2 separate regions of the Nothobranchius furzeri genome follow, and region 2 is linked to region 1. Evidence: chromatin contacts called from public Micro-C data. All regions are on one chromosome and are shown on one strand. The core of a region is the stretch at or near the end of the contact, and the rest is flanking DNA. Distances in the headings are between cores, read along the strand shown. Region 1 has its middle 12 kb from the start of fli1. Region 2 has its middle 17 kb from the start of LOC129153777.

What was found. A called contact is a pair of places that touch in the nucleus more often than the background predicts.
Region 2: a contact with region 1 is called in a Micro-C map of tail fin, with 12 times the contacts expected there. The contact joins two enhancer-like sites. A contact is called at or near these places in 2 of 2 Hi-C or Micro-C datasets (skeletal muscle and tail fin).

Annotation. Positions count from the first base shown.
Region 1 is chr13:25,459,860-25,465,772 of NfurGRZ-RIMD1, forward strand. No RefSeq gene overlaps it. Among protein-coding and RNA genes, the nearest start is that of fli1, 12 kb to the left of the region's middle. Within about 2 kb of position 2,557, at least 1 of the 3 cell types and tissues checked has an H3K27ac peak or open chromatin away from gene starts, as enhancers often do. A contact at or near this core is called in tail fin, where this site is marked.
Region 2 is chr13:25,602,434-25,608,346 of NfurGRZ-RIMD1, forward strand. No RefSeq gene overlaps it. Among protein-coding and RNA genes, the nearest start is that of LOC129153777, 17 kb to the right of the region's middle. Within about 2 kb of position 3,133, at least 1 of the 3 cell types and tissues checked has an H3K27ac peak or open chromatin away from gene starts, as enhancers often do. A contact at or near this core is called in tail fin, where this site is marked.

The DNA of each region.
Region 1 (5,913 bases), core at 1,307-3,806:
CTCTCGTGTTTCTTAAGGATGCAGAGAAAAAAGAAAAGAAGAGGACTTCAGATCCTCTGTCTTACTGTTTCATCAAATCTTGCATCTGGCATTGGTATTAGATAGGGAATGTGGCTTTCAGATGATCTTGTCAATGGCTCGCTCTTTGCATCCTCAGTTTAACATTAGTGAACAAATTCTCCCTGTGCGCTTTTGTCAGACCATCCCAAAACGATGCCAGATTATCTCTGGGGATCCACTTGTGTACTGAAATGATGTGAGCAGCCTGTGGACATTTGTGATTACGTTGCCTGGAGTAAATGAAGCTCCTCACTCTGAACTGTAATGACTTATTTATTTAGTTGAAGCTGAGAGACGATCATGGAGATGGAGATTTGGTTTGTTCCAGCCCCGTATTCCTCTACTCCTTAGGGAGAGAGAAAATCACAGTGTGGCACCAGGGAAGGCAGGGCAGAACATCACATCTTTACATGCATGCTTTCAGGCACTTACAAGGAATGGCGCATAAGCACAAGACTGATGTTCAAAAGGACGGATGTCATTTCATCTAAAAGTTATATTGGTTTGTATTTGAATGATTTAGGGGAGGTGTTGTGCAGAAACATGTGATGACTGCAGCTATAAGTCAACCTCATCCAGCTGCAACTAAAGAGCTGCACGATTTGCACAAATCTTCCCATCATTTCAAGTGGAAACGTTAAATTAAATTAAATGAGTCGCGCTATCCAGGCTCGGTTTTATAAAGGAGTCCTGCATACGATCAACCTGCTGGGGCTTCTTTAATGTGTCGCTCTCATCAGGTTCTGGTTCAGCCCTGATATGGAATCTATTCCCTTTTGGTATTTTTGCCCCGCAGGGTTAAAGTCGACATGAGATTTGGGGAGAACCAAAGCACACGCGATGGCGAGACAAAATGCATGTTGCCATTACTATGCTTTGGTATGCCCTCAGTCAAAACGGAAGAACGCATTTGAGTCAGTGTTTGTGATTTATGCAACTGCCGTGTGTATCTATGTAATTACTTTTAACAACACCACAAATTGCCTTGGATTTCTGACAGCGTCTGCACGGGTCTTCCAGACCACCTAACTTAGCCCAAAATGTGGGCACACCCAGCCTCTGGTCCAAGCTGAGCACGGGAATCTAAGGTGCTCAGTTTACATTTCAAATCTGTCCCAATTTCAGTGGAAGCCATCAGTGTACGAACAGCATGAGAAAAACGATGGTTCCTGTGGAAATAAAGAAAAAAAACATCAAAAGTGTGGGAGAGCAAAAGCACGAGGAAGGTAACACCATTTAGAAAGCCTAAATCATCCTCTGAACTATAAATCCACTGACCACTCATCATTCAACAGTGTTTTAAAAAGCCCTTAAAGAAAAACACAGTGTGAAATGAATATGCTGTCACCTCTCATTTGAGTCTGGCTCACTGGCTCAATAAGAAAAGTGTTGTTCCCTGGAAGAGCCCGAGCCGAGCTGAGCTCTCAGGTTTAAGGTTTACCCCTGTCCTGCATTCTCAAGGCTTTCACTTGAGGCCAGAGTCCCCTCCTTTCTCCCCCCACGTTCCCCCCAGACATGTCTGACAGGCTGAACTCGATGTGGGTTGCACACCAGACTACAAAAATCATTCATCTGTGCCTTCAGACGGTCAAATCTGGATCTAATAAAGAGGGCCTGCTCATTTACCCTACTCACGGGGAGTGCACTGCCCACTTCAACCGCTAGAGGGAGCTCTGGCTCCAGTAAGATGTATGTAACTCAGGACTTGGCACTATCTACAAGAAAAAAAAAGTTGAAATAAATCTGCCCAAGTGGTGTTTTGCAGTGCTTTTAATTAGAAAAATCAATTATTAAAAATAGTTACAAATTTAAAATGAGGGTAGATGCTTAGGGGTGTGTTTGAAGTTTAAAAAGTCAATTTCAAGGTCAAAGATGCATTTATTTCTCTTATGTTCCTAAAATAGTGAAATTTTTTTTAATAAAAATAAGGCATGTTGGTCATTTCACCTTCCAGTAAACAAAGCAATGGTTTGTTTTACAGAAGAAAATGTGAAGACCCCGAAACACAAGAAAAATCTCAGCAGGTCAGGGAAGTATTTAAGCATGAAAGAAGAAAAATTGGTGAAAATGAGTAGTTTTTTTAGGTGTGTGTGTGTGTGTGTGTGTGTGTGTGTGTGTGTGTGTGTGTGTGTGTGTGTGTGTGTGTGTGTGTGTGTGAGGGCACTACCCAGAAAACCGCAGCATTCCTCTCCGGCCCTTAAAGAGACAGGGCGACGCTGTCATCATGGTTATCTGGGGAGTAAAGTGTTAACACATGGCGTGGGCTGCTGGAGACAGCTGGTGAGGTGTACAGAAGCCCTCAGGTGTCGATGCCACCCCTCTCACCCCGATGCTATTCATACCACATCAAACCATCTGTCTAACAGGAGATGATATAGAAATGTATGGTTTAATTCAGAAAACCTGGAATGAAACAGCAAGGACATCATAGCTAAATCAAATAACATTTATTTTTTTGTATAAATAAACTTGTATTTTTCTACCTTTGTCCTGCATTACAGGCAGTAACCCATAGAGGGCAGAGTTTCACTGTAAAGCGCATTAAAACAGCCAAGTGGCTTCCAAAATACATTTTTGACTTTTTAGTTGCATACATTCCTAAATATGTCCAAATTAATTTACACACACACACACACACACACACACACACACACACACACACACACACACACACATGCACGCACATACACACGTGCGCGCACACACACACACACACACACACACGCACGCACATACACACACACACACACACACACACACACACACACACACACACACACACACACACACACACACACACATACACACACATACACACACACACTAATGATTATACATTTTGACCATTTGAGTTTCTAGAGGTCCTGAAGTCAGAAGTGATGGTTTCTGCTTTAGTTTCTGGGAAATTGCCACTTAGAGCCAAAGCGTCTTCTGAACTTGGGCTTCAAAGTGTCTGACAGATTAAATGCACAGATTGTTTGTCATCTTTTAGGATTTTTTTTTCTCTGCAGGAAAGAGTGCAAACGAGGATCAGAAACAGAACGAGATCACACGAGAACTGTGGTGGAGCGAGCATGGTGGTGATGCTGGCAGAGAGCTGGGTAGAGAGACAGAAAAAGTGTTCTGCTCTGGAGTGTTTGGACAAGGCTTCTGAGAGGATGCAGAGAAGGAAATGAACTGAGATTGGGGAGGAACCCGCCTGTTTCCTCACTGAAAATCCATCTCACAGTGTGGACTTAGTATCTTTAAAACCTACAACGGATCTCTAAAAATAGCCCACTCTGCACAGACAGAGCTGTAAGAGAGGGCTGAGTGAGGTGTGTGTGTGTGTGTATGTGTGTTTGGGAATGGGACTCAACTTGAAACTGTGTGTGAGAAGATGGAGAGAAACACCAGAAACCCCAACCAGCCTGAAAGCTGCAAGAAGAAATGGGTCAGAGTCTGTGTGTGTGTGTGTGTGGGGGGGGGGGGGGGGGGGGGGGGTACAGAATAGTGGAAGTGATGGAATGCTATTCCAAGTGAACACACCTGAGTTCACCTACTAGATTAATGCTGCAATTGCAAATTTGGAAAATAGATTAGCTTAACTTTTTTCAAGCCTCCTAACAATGTTCTAAGCTATAAATACATTGTATTGTGTAAATATCAAATATTAATAAAGTGGTTCTCTGACATATGTCTAAAAACCTCTGCCAATAACACGTTTCGGCCCAAACACAACTACTGAAACACCCGGTTGTCTGTGTGGCCGAACCTCCGCCTTCCCTGCGTTCTCCATTCATTACGTACTTGATTCACGGCTCAGTAATATTAGAGAAGGAGAAACAGCTGGCTGCTACCACTTCAACTTCAGGACAAACTACCAGAACCCCTAAAGAAAAACAATTTGAAGTAACTGACAACAAAAACGCTTGGACCAAAGACATTTGGACGGGTGTTTAGAGCTCTCTCGTTTCCTCTGGCAATGTGGATTTCCAGTTCTGGCAGAAGAATTTTGGAAGATACCCAGCGGGAGGGGTGGGTGTTGGCATGACCTTGTTTGTGGTCATAACCTAGCCTGTTCTGTAGATTCACTATGGAAGCTTTAAACACAATCATATATATATATATATATATATATATATATATATATATATATATATATATATATATATATATAAAGTGCCCAAGTATTTATGGATCCTGAGGACACAGAAACTATTTCAAAACAACAAATTTAGCTGAAAAACAAAAAAAAAAATGCCTTTATTCTCTTGGGATGAATCAAGCCAGTGCTTTAGAGATGTGACAAACTCATCAAAGTTAAATAACTTCTTGTGAGTCTGGACTTGACTAAGATCTTGGGAGTCTTAGCCAATGGGGCACGATGGACAGGAAACCTTTCAGACATTGTTCAAAACAAATACACAAAGTGCTGGTGGGTTTTGGTGTTATTTCTGTGTTTTAAGTTGTGGTCCTCTTAAGATCATTTCATCTTCAATTGACACCATGTAAAAGTCTTATTTCCTGCTGAGTGTTCATCTAAATTCATCACACCTGCTTTTGGTTTGTCTCCTGTTCTCCTAGGGTTTCTCAATGCCAAGGAACCTCACCTTGATGTCATGGACCCGCTCCGGTTGCCTAGGAGATACATCATCAGGAGCCGCCAAGACGCGTTCCAATGTTCATGTTCTACCGAGGCGTGTGTTCTCCGTTTGTTAGCCGTTTAGCTAGCTGAGCAAGGATACACGGGAGGTGTCTGGTAGCCTAGCCTTGGTCAAAAATTACACAGAATACACCGTATTATTTTCAAAAGGATGGCAGATCAGAAGCCGGTAGCTACTTCAGGGACAATTTTCAAGTTTAAAAGTAAGTCAAATAATTAAAAATGATTTTTTTTAGATCCAAAGAAGTCATCTATGTTTGTTTAGTTGCTCCGTAGTTGCCGCCTCGGTGGCTAGCAGGTAGTAGCTCACTTATATATTACACTGAACAAATAAAGTAAATTTAAAATAAAGTTTAAGGCTCGTTATATATTTACATATAAACTAATACATATAAAATATAACTTTATCTCCTGTGTCACATGACGTTATGTGACCGTCGTGAAAGCCGTGGTCACGTGATGCAAGTCTGTTCCATTTAACTGTTTTCTGTGACCAAGGAAGGACAGTGTCCTCGTAAGCAAGGCACCTGGCCTCGCAGGACATCGCCTCACAAGGCCAGGTGCCTTGACACTGAGAAACACCTGGTTTCTTTTGGTCTTGTTACTTCCTGGATTGTGTTGTTTCTATCCTTTGTGACTGTTGTTCTCTCTGCTTTGTTCCAAGTTCATAAAATGATCTTTGTTTACTCAGTTTTTAGACTTCCAACACCAAAAGCTCCCATTGCTTCTTTTCCATAAGCTGCACCAACGGAAACACAGTTGACCTCCTAATCAAGGCAGATAGACTCATTCTTAGGCGATGGTGGACAAATCAGTCAAGTGAGTGGATGAAGCAGAGCTGCACAGATATAAGGCTCTTGGCCAAAAAGCACTGAGGATTTCCCAACCACATCTGTCGGTACATGATGTTTTGTTCAGTAATTCCTTAGTTTCCATCACATTAACATTAGTTTTAGCTCCAAAAAATGTACTTGTTAATGTTTAGGACAACTTTTACACAAAAAGTGTTCAGACTCATCACCCGTTCAGATATGATGAAGCCCCTTTCTATTCCTAGATGCAGTTGGTTTTTGCAAGGACTTCACAATTCTAAACATGCTCAAAACTTCAATAGAATGGTGATGGTGGGTGTGAAGTGGTGGCAGCCTGTCAGGGTTTTGGTGAAGTGTTGGGTGGAAATGTTTAGTGGGTACAGAAAGTATTCAGAC
Region 2 (5,913 bases), core at 1,883-4,382, 140 kb after region 1:
GTTAACGCCCTTTAAAACCTGTCAAATTCTGATTTGTCTAAATTTGTCAACAACGATTAATAAATGATCGCTTCCTGATCTCTAGTTCAAGCATTTGGAACCATCCTCTCTGTTGACCAAGGCCAAAGCCTCTCTGCAATGCTTGGGAGTGATATCAGGCACTACAACACCACAGACTTGGAACATCTGACCTGCAGACCCTGGTAGTTTTCCTGGCCGGTGATCTGAATTCAAAGGCAGCTACGACTCTGAGATTCCTGTAACCACGACGTCTGGTGAACTCACCACTCTGGCTGCCTTTCCTCAGACCGCTCGAGAGATACCGTCACACAAGGGGTAACGTAGACTCTGCACAATAGTGTTAGATGGTTTTCTGAATAATCTCTAGCTTATTAAACCATACAGTGAAACTGATTTAACAACCCAGACATCACAAGATCACAGCCATCATTTCATTCACACTTTGTCATGTGTAGTCATTAGTTTAGAAAGATAGAATTAAATACATTTTTATAAACTATATCCTTGACTCTGTCTGAATTAACATCAAGTGTGTGTTCCCTGAATAGTCAAAGAATCTAAGGTAATACAAATATTGAAAGACCAATCAGATTGATAATTCATATTATATGGAATATCACATCTTGATCATTTAATTTAATAAATGTAGCTAAAATCCTCTGCTACACAGAGATCAAGCATTTTCTGAAAGTGTTCACACAGTTTAAACACACTGCTGCCGGTATTTTGGCCCATTCTGTATTTTGGCCCATTCCTTCTGGTAGATCTCCTCTGGAACAGTGATGTTTTGGAACTGTTGGTGGGCAACACAGTCTTTTAACGCCTCCAAAGATTTTCTGTAGGGTTGAGATCTGGAGACTGGCTAGGCCACTCCAGGAACCTGACATGCTTCTTACGTACCCACTCATTTGTTACCCGGGTGGTGTGTTTGGGTTCATTGTCATAATGAAAGACCCAGGTCCGTCTTCAATGCACTTACTCATGGAAGGAGGTTTTCACTCAGTCTGACGATACATGACCCCAGTCATTGTTTCCTTTACACTGATCAGTCATCCTGGTCCCTGTGCAGAAAAACAGCCCCAAAGCATGATGCTTCCAACCCCATGCTTTACAGTAGGATTGTGTTCTTTGACTGCAACTGTGCATTCTTTCTCCACAAAACATAACAAGCAGAGTTTCTAGCAAAAAGTTCTATTCTGGATTCATTTGACCATCTGGCATTCTCCCAATATTCTTCTGGATCATCCAGATGCTCTCTAGCAAACTTCAGACGGGCCTGCACATGTCCTGGCTTAAGCAAGGGGACATGCCTGGCACTAGATTTGAGTCCCTGGCAGCGGAGTGTGTTACTGATGGTATTTGTAACTTCCCAGCTCTCTGCAGGTCAGTCACTAGCTCCCCCGTGTAGCTCTGGGATTCTTGTTCACCGTTCTGGTGATCATTTTGACACAAGGTGAGATCTTGTGTGAAGCTTCTGATCAAGGGAGATTATCAAAATCTTCTACTTCCTAATAATTGTTCCCACAGTTGGTTTCTTCACACGAATCTGCTTATTAATTGCAGATTCAGTCTTCCCAGCCTGGTGCAGGTCTAAAATGTTGTTTCTTGCTATTATTAAAAGCAATCAGTGGAGGACCGAAGAGTGTCTTACAGAAGAAGTTACAGGTCTGTGAGAGCCAGAAACGCCGTTTGTTATAGGAGACCAAATACTCGTTTTCCACCATAAAATCAGACAATGTGATTTTCTGGATTTTTTTCCTGTTTCTCTTTCACAATTGAAGTTTAACTATGAGGGAAATTACAGGCCTCGATTTTTTTAAGCGGGAGAACACTTTAATAATAACTTAATTCCATTAAATTATGTCTCCAGGTTAATAAAATGTTTTTTTTCCAAAAAGCGTGCACACACACACACACACACACACACACACACACACACACACACACACACACACACACACACACACACACACAGGTAAAAACAGTATTGCTCACCTTTCATGTTTTGGTGGAGGACAGTAATGGACAACGGGACGGTAAAAATAGAAATGCAGAACTTGTCTTAGTTGAATGTGCAACTGTACTAATCAGGAATGAAACAAGACAGGGAAAAAATAACAAAGACAGAGGGAGAAAGAAAAGTGTGAACTGTAAACCAACAATAGGGATGAAATAAACATGTTTTCTAACATTATTAGGCAATGTAAATATGAAACATTCCAGGCCCAAGGGCAAGAACCTTTGCAGGAATCAAACTTCCCCTTTGGAATCTTTGTTTATTCAGATGTCTACATAAAGGACTCTTGGTGGTTACGTTTCTGAGTACTTTGATGACCTATCCTCCCTTTGCCCTACCCAACAAGAATCCATCTCCATCTGAAGCATCTTTAGTCATTGGTCTTGTACCAGGACGTAAAGTTGATGAATTGCAGTTTCTCCAGTAGCCGTGAAACAAACCACCCATCTGTTGTCTCTTAGCACTTGATTATTTTTTAAATTTTTTTTAAAGTGACACCCGTGCTTCATTTGTTCCAGTTGAGATCAGTCGCACTTCATGCACAGCTCTCTCATACTGCAGTAGAGAGGAAACCGCTTGCATTTGAGCAGCAAATATTTCAATCAGCACCATGAAGTTCTTTTGAATGGATGAGTGTATAGGTATGTTATGTAAATAAGACGGTCTGATGTAGAGAATGGTGTACTCTGTTATATGAAGGAGTTGAGTAAGGCTTAAAATGCAATCATTTCAGAGATTTCAGAGAAACTGAACACATTTAACAGCACCTTTTGACCTCTGTTGCTCCTCTTGTCATCCGCTTTGTTGACAATATCAAGATGGGTTCCTGGGCATGTTTGCTTCAGTCGTGCTCCAAACGAACATATTGTTTCAATAAAGTAAAGCGCATGCAACCCCAAATAAAGTTGGCAGGCTTTCAACTATGCTGTGGAGATGGAGCTAATGGTGGTTTGGCTCTGCTCAGGCAGACATTTTTGTTCAACCAGTGAATCAAACAAGTTCAAATTGGACAAATTAGAAAGAGTGTGATCAGCTTAAGTTCATGGCTTGTCTTTGACATGTGGCTCCGGTCTGAAACCAACATGAAGGTTTGTTTTAATAATGGCTGTCTGCTGCCCTCTGTCCAAAAATGCTGGTAACTGCAACAAGTCAATAAAAGAAAAAAAAAAAAAGAAGCAGCAGCAAATTGTGTCTAAAGTCATGTGAAAGAAAACAAACTAAAGATGAAATGTCCATAAAATAATTCCCTGAATCCTCTGTCAGTCGTGACAGTCCTCTTCTCTTTGTGAGGCCTGTCTCCAGGAAAGCAGCTGCAGACGCAGCACTTCTGCATCCCAACGTGTGTTTCATTTTCTGTGTCAAACACACATGTGGCTCAAACATGTGGCCCGGTCGGCCCTCCAACAAAAACACACTGGGATCCGACGTGGGCTCTAATGTGCGCCTCGCTGGAGCATGCCACACTGACACCAAACTCAGTCAGACAGGGCCACGTGTTAGAAAATTTACCACACATTCTTCAGTAGCTCTGTCACAGCCCTCCACAGATGATTGTGCTCTGAGTCAGGGCTGGCCGACTAAAGTAACAGTCTGATTAGACGGAAAGGACAAATAAACAACAGTAGGGTTTTAATTACTTGACTTTTACTCCCTTTTGGAATGTGTTGAACTGTCAAGAACAGTGTTGGGCAAGTTACTTCAAAACTGTAATGCATTATTTATTACTTGTTACCCTCATTTTAAAGTAATTCATTACATTACAATATTACTGATTTTAAAATGTAAGGCATTACACTACTTTTGCATTACTCTAAGTTACATTCACCAAAACAACTTCAATATGAATCTGGTAATGTGACGCTCAGTGAGCTCATGACATATATGTGGAAGGTGATGTGGTGTCTGAGCTAGGATTGCTGTTAAAAACAGTCAGATATAATAACAGTGCTTTAAAATGATTGTTTATTAAATAAAAGCAAAAACAATCTGTACTCTCAGCATGCTGCCATCTTATATTAACTGAGCAAGGAGTGAGGTGGTGGGGGATCCAAGCCTAAATTTGCCTTGGCCCCCAAATGCCTTGATACGGCCCTGGATGTGGGACTGACTTCTGGGGTGATCTGATTCTATCACATGTATAAATATTAAATGCTTATATATTATTGCTTTTCACTGGTAAAAATGTGTATTGGGGATAAATCTACCTACTTTTTTCTTTTCAAGCACTTTTTTTTGTTTTCTTGATTTTATGTGAATAACTTCCTGCCCTTTCTCTCTCTAACCTTCCTGCATGCTGCATGTTTTCTCCGTCTTCCAGAAAAACTGGTTCCTAGATTTCCTACTTTCTAACTAATCAGCCAAAGGGATCTATCGAACTCAAAAAAACAAAAAGCTTAATATGCGCTGCACTCCAGCAGCAGTGAGTTGAAATCACCGGGGCACAGATTATAAACTCAGCTGAAAAGTACATGAAGTACCAGAGAATATGGGCTGATATAAACGATTGCAAATGAATGACTTTGTTTTGGTGGAGCGATTTTGTGAATATAACAGAGGCCGTGTGCAGGCCGCAGCTGGAGTATTTGAGCCGTTACCGCTGCGTCCTCTCTGCTCATGGAATGCCCGCAAAGCTGAGTCCATAAATGACGTCATATATGTGGATACTGGATCTTTTTTCAGGCTTCCCGCAATTTGAATTTTTTGGAAACCCACATCTTGATTCTGGGTTTAAAAATGCATTGTAATTACTGCGTTACTGACAATTGTACCGAGTAAATATTACTATTTTCTTTCCCTGTAATGCCTTACATTACCACATTACAGCAAAAAGCAATGCATTACAGTAATTATTTACTTATACCGCGTTACTCCCAACACTGGTCAAGAGTCATCTATAGCTAGAACAAACTACCAGCCTTAACCAACCGTAAGGTATACGTGTAGACGGTGTTGTTCATGTGACTTTAAACAGCAGTTTCTCTATATTAGGCAAGGCAGCTTTATTACAAATGTCATTCACAGAAGCAATTCAATGTGCTTCTACCACATACATGTCCATACCCTTACAGTTGGTTTACTTCAACTTAACTCAACATCCTTACCGAAGGACAACAGTTAAAAAACAGTGCTACATAATAAATAAAGTAACAAAAATCAGCAGACCTTGCATTGACTTTATTGGCAACCAAACCTCTAAAAGACTTCATAAAACTACTGGTTACATCACAAAAACTTTCATTACACAACATAAAAATGCATTTGCAGATACAGATACTGTCATGGATTTTATCAAAATGTTTATCAATAACCCATTTCCTAGAGTGAAGAGAGAAGGAGACAGTGAGCAGACAAGTCAAACAGTTATAACTGTGGCAAGATGCCGAAGCAAATGCCCCGAACATCTGTTCACAGGATTTATTTATAGAGACGAAGATAAGACAGGAGGAGTGAGGTCATTGTGTGAGAGAGGGTCAGTGTGTGTATGAATACAAGAATGTGTGTGTGTGCGTGTGTGTGTGTGTGTGTGAGTGTGTGTGTGTGTGTGTGTGAGCATGCAGAGAGGCATAGAGCAGTACATATTACATCCAGTTGGTTGAGTCCATGATCAAGAATTGATAAACATACATTTCTCCATAACAAGTACCGACACAAACACCAAAAAGACATTTCATTAAACTGCATTATTCAAAAGTAGCATCAACTTGTAGCAAAAAAAAAAAAAAAAGATAATCAAATATCCATAAAAATACAATCACAACATCAGGCATTGGTTTGGTTGCCATCATGGATTGTTTGACCTGCTCAGAGTACATAACACCAAATGTTGATGGTTTGCAAACTTTGTAGTAGTACACAACAATTAGTTATGGTTATAG